Regions from separate parts of the Gossypium arboreum genome. Here region 2 is linked to region 1. Evidence: chromatin contacts called from public Hi-C data. All regions are on one chromosome and are shown on one strand. The core of a region is the stretch at or near the end of the contact, and the rest is flanking DNA. Distances in the headings are between cores, read along the strand shown. Region 1 holds the start of LOC108462490. Region 2 holds the start of LOC108450779 (2-methylpropanoate--CoA ligase CCL4-like).

Evidence for each region. Hi-C and Micro-C count contacts between places; a contact is called where the count stands out from the background.
Region 2: a contact with region 1 is called in a Hi-C map of leaf, with 4 times the contacts expected there. The contact joins the promoter of LOC108450779 here to the promoter of LOC108462490 in region 1. A contact is called at or near these places in 2 of 5 Hi-C or Micro-C datasets (both in leaf).

Annotation. Positions count from the first base shown.
Region 1 is chr10:53,472,559-53,475,258 of ASM2569848v2, forward strand. LOC108462490 reads left to right here and starts at 1,289. Exons shown (of 2, transcript XM_017762431.1): 1 at 1,289-1,340; 2 at 1,592-2,241. The coding sequence starts at 1,289. The coding sequence ends at 2,241.
Region 2 is chr10:53,930,818-53,933,517 of ASM2569848v2, forward strand. LOC108450779 (2-methylpropanoate--CoA ligase CCL4-like) reads right to left here and starts at 1,360. Exons shown (of 1, transcript XM_017748544.2): 1 at 1-1,360. The coding sequence starts at 1,098.

The DNA of each region.
Region 1 (2,700 bases), core at 39-2,538:
TTCTCTAGGTTTTTTCTGTGTGATGGAAGAGGGTTTAGCTATCTTAATCTTCTTGACGAAGTGGAGGAGGCTTTCCATGGGGAAATTTCGTCAGTGCATCGGAGTTATCAATTTTGTTTAGTGGGGTGATGCTTGACTGATAGTATCATCCACTTCCCTTCCTTGCGCAATACTATAGTTTATCTTTGGCATCCGATTGAGGGAATTTTCATTTCGAATCTTGGGGAAAAAATGTTTCTTTTCTAATTTTTTCATGAAGTGGACATTCATCGGGTGCTTTCGGGGACACCATGGGTTTTCAATAATCATCTGATTATTCTTCGTAGAATCTAACAGGGGGAAGATCCAGCTGTTGTTCCTTTATTGTTAACTGAATTTTGGGTTCAAATACACGACTTGCCACTAAGGTTGATGACGGAAACAATGCAATACAGTTTGGAGAGTTTTTGGGACAGTTTCTTGAGTACGACACCTCTATTCCAACTATAGGGATTAATAAATTTATGCGTATTCGAGTTAGGTTGGATGTGTCTCTCCAATTGCAAAGGAAAAAGAAGATTCAAATCGATAAGGAAGGTACAGTTTATGCTTGTTTCCAGTATGAAAAATTGAGCCTCTTTTGCTTTATTTGCGGTAGACTGGGACACAGAAAGAGTTTTTGTCCTTTTCGTACCAGCCTGGATCCATCAAAAATAATTTTTGGTTGGGACATTTCATTACGAGTGGTGGGGCATCAGCGGAATCCTATGGTGAGTAGGTGGCTTCGAGAACCTGACGGTTTAGAATGCCATACTGCAGTTTTGGCAAGAAATCCCACGACCCAAATTCGAGGGAGAGAACTTGATGCTGGGTGTAATTTAAGGAGGGTGATGGGGAATCAATTGGATAAATCTAATATTATCTCTTTAAAATCTGGACAGAATATTTCTTTTAAAGTAGATAAGAATACCTGGCGAAATAATAATAGTATGGAATTAATTGGGGTTGAAAATGATAGTGGGCCCATGGATGGGGTGTTGACCGAAGAAAATGATCCCTTAGTTTCTTTGGAAGGAAAGAAACGACAAAGGTTAGTGGGGGATTCAACTCATGTCGTAGGGGATGTTGCTGAAGAAGACTCAATGATTTTAGCGGTGGCTCTGTAATGAAAATCATAAGCTAGAACGCCTACGGCTTGGGGAGACCGCAGACTGTTAGTAGGCTCAAAAATAAATTACGAGCCATTAATCCCCAGATTTTGTTTCTTATAGAGACAAAATTAAGTTCAAAGAAGATGGAGTTGGTGTGAATGAAGTGTGGATTTGCAAATGGTATTAATGTTGGTGCGTCGGGATCTAAAGGTAGTCTATCGTTAGGTTGGAAACAAAATTCCTTGATTTGGCTTCAGAGTTATTCTTCTTTTCATATTGACGTTGAGGTTCATGATAATGCTTGCGGTGAAGTTTGGCGTCTTATGGGGTTTTATGGGAATCTAGATGAATGAAATAGAGCAATATCATGGGAGTTACTTTGTCAGTTGGGGAATGACCAAATGTTGCCTTGGATTGTGGTTGGGGACTTCAATGAGATTATGCATTCTTTTGAAAAGCAGGGTGGCCGACTTCGTTGAGAACGTCAAATGTTGATTTTCGAGAAGTGTTGGAGGACTGCGGGCTTATTGATTTGGGATTTTTTGGTGGGTGGTTTACATGGGAGCACGGTCGTGTTTTGGCTACCAATATTCGGGAGCATCTGGACAGGGGAATAGCGACTCAAGATTGGATGTCTCTTTTTCCTAGTTACCATTTGGAGCATTTGAGTCACTCATTTTTGGATCATTGCCCGATTCTGTTGGACACACGTGGGCGGGGTGGTGAGTTTCAGCGTTCTAGGAACAGAAGTTTCCGTTTTAAAGTGAAATGGTGTCTAGAACATGATTTTGAGGCTATGGTACAAAGGAGTTGGGAAGATATAACTGAAACTGTCCCAAATAAGTTCATGCTTTTGGGGAAACGTTTTCAGCAGTGGAGTCGGTCTAGGAGTTGGGATCAAAAAACAATTCATAGGGATTTTGAAGAGCGTTTACATGAAGTTTATGACCAGGATCCTTCTGATGAGGTTCTTGTCGAAATCATTGAGGCCCAAATTGGCATTAATTTGGAGATTGACAAAGAAGAAATTTTCTGGGGGCAACGGGCTCATGCCAATTGGTTGCAAAATGGAGATAGAAACACCAACTATTTTCATAAAATTACGGTTTAGCATTTTCAACGAAGTAGGATTATGGGCTTGGAAGAAGAAAATGGTCATTGGGTTTCATCGAATGTGGGAATGCTTCGGCTTGCTTTGAGATTTTTTGAGAATTTGTTTTCGGCTTCTAATTCTGGTCATGACGAGCGACTGTTGGGCTTGGTAGAGAAGCAGATTTCACATAGCATGAATGAGAAATTGCTTCGTCCTTTTTTAGAGGTTGATATTAAGCATGCTATCATGGCAATGGCACCTTTAAAGGCTCCGGGTATTGATGGATTTCCAGCAGTTTTTATTAGAAATGCTGGCATATTGTTGACTTTGAAATCTCCAAGTACTGTTTGTCAATCTTGAAAGGAGAAACTGAAATGGGGGAAATCAATAAAACCCACATTATCTTAATCCCTAAAGTTGATAAACCCAAAAACCTCACACAATTCTGACCTATAAGTCTTCGTAATATAATTTACA
Region 2 (2,700 bases), core at 110-2,609, 460 kb after region 1:
AGTCAGAGTTCTCACTCCTTGTCTCGCTTTCAGCCTCGCCCTCTCCGCCAATGGAAACTTGTTCCATTCCCTTTTCCAAGCACAAGAAACAACCAGTCCTCCCGTTTCGGTTAACCCGTACCCGTGACTCACTATGAAACCGAGTGACTCGGTCCTGGAAAGAACCGCTGCTGGCGGTGGAGCTCCAGCGGTGAGGATTTGGACTGGATTTTGGAGTGGTTTAGTTTCAGGAGAATTTGATAACATGTTAAGCACCACGGGGGCTCCACACATATGAGTGACGCCATGTTTTCTGATCAAATTATAGATGATTGGGGCGTCGAATTTTCGAACGCAAATATTAGTTCCACCGACGGCAGCCATCCCCCAAGTGAAACTCCACCCATTAGCATGAAACATTGGGAGTGTCCATAAATAAACAGGTTGTTTTGGAACTTCCCAATCGATTAAAGAATCAACGGTGATGGTGAAAACTGCCCTGTGGCAATGAACCACTCCTTTAGGAGACGAGGTGGTACCTGATGTATAGTTCAAAACAATCGGATTCCACTCACTTTCAGGCCGAATCCACTTGAAACCAGGGTTGCCTTTCACCACCAGACTCTCATACGTGCAACAGAAGCGAGAGTCAAGTGTGGAACTCACACCATCATCCTCATCATCTTTGATTAAGACCAGAAGTGGGGGGGTTTCGTTGGGAGGAAACAAAGAGATGGCTTCCAAGGCCAGAGACTGAGAAAGGGTATCGACAAAGAGGAGCTTTGATTCACCGTGACATAGGAGGATGGAGACAGTGCGGGCATCAAGGCGGGTGTTGATGCTGTTTAGGACAGCACCAGACATGGGAACAGCGAAATGAAGCTCGTACATTGCTGGGATGTTGGGGGCTAAAACGGAAACGACGTGGCCGGTTTTGATGCCGGTAGAGGAGAGGGAAGAAGCTAACTGGAGACATCGCCGGTGGGTTTCAGACCAAGTGTAGGAAGTATTATTGTAGATGATGGAGGTGCAATCACCGTACACTGTGGCTGCTCTGTCTAAGAAGCCTAGTGGGGTGAGAGGGGAAGAATTTGTGGGCCTTGACTTTAGCTCTTCCATTAATTTTCCTCCTTGAAACGCAGGTGGTTTGGTTTTTTTTTTTTTCCTTATAACCTTTTAGAGGTGCGTTTTGTGGGTGTGTAACGATAGAGATTCAATAGTTACAAGTAAACACAAATTAAATTTTGAACAACATAAACGGAACACAGATTAGATTTGATTGTTCAAACAGAAAAACAAGGGAAGAAACAGGCGACTAATTAAAGCTCCTCCTGTGTGGTGTTCTAAAGTGAGTCTCGAAGTCAAAGGATCTCGGTATTTGTATAGCTTATCAGTGATTGAAAATGTCTAATCATGAATGCATCCCTCTATTTTACTGAAATTGACATTTTAGCCCTCTTTTTATATAATTACATAAGGGGAATGAGGTTACTTCAGATCAAGCCTAAACTCTTATATTTATAACATAATATTTTTTCCATTGGGTTAAGAGGTTGTTGACTTAATTCTTATATTTTAATTTGCTTTACAAAAACTAATAATTTAGTCTCATTAGGTAACACTATTACACATTGCCTTTGAATTGTTAATCTTAAAATCATCTATTTTTGTAATTCATATGCACAAAATAATTAAAATCAATAATTCAACAATCTATATCGAGCAAATTAGCAAAAAAATAGTGGTTCAACTTCATGTATTTACCAACAACTAGACTAATTTTTTAGTTTTCGTAAAGTACAAAGCTCAAATTTTGACAAATTAAAATAGTGGGACTAACTTATTAATTTTAATAAAATAAAAGGATAGAATTCATAATTGGACCATTCTTTGAAAGTAAGATATTGAAGCAAAGGAGGAAAATATCCTACATGGCATATCTAAAATGATAACAAATGACATCTGTAGTTGGTTGACACATCATTAATTTTGATATTAAAATAGTAATAGGACCCACTATTATGCATAATATTTACCATAATTAAGTTAATATGTATTATTAGTTAGAACCTACATTAATGTTTAAACATATTTAGTAAATAGTTAATTACTTGATATAGTTTTACCATAATTTGTTTATCTAATATAAATTCACCATAATCAATTAATATATATTAACCATAATTAGTTCACATAATATAATTAATCATAATTACTTAATATACATTTACTATAATTAGTTTACATATTTACAATAATATACATTTGTGTATCACATTTAATAATAGCTACATAAAATTGAAAAATTATATATATTTTGTGATAAAGAAGAATTAAAAAAAACAAATTACATTACAAAACGCAATCCCTCAAACGGGAGACTTCAAAAACTTGTAATCATTGACTATCCAAGTGAACCAATTTGAACAGTCAATTAGCTTCTTAGTTCTCTTCTCTAAGGAAATGGCAAATACTCTAATGTTGAATTCGAGAAAACAACTGAATAATCCTCCTAATCAAAGCAAAGTTAGACCCTCCTGTAAATCCCTCCTTTAAGGTATTGGCCACTTCAAGGCTATCTGTCTGAACCATTATATTATCATATCCTCGATCAACTAAGATGCCTAAGCCATCTAAGATGCCTCACAATTCAGCCTCGAACACTGAACAACTCCCGAAGAATCTGTTAAAGCCAAAGATCCACTTCTCATTTCGGTCTCG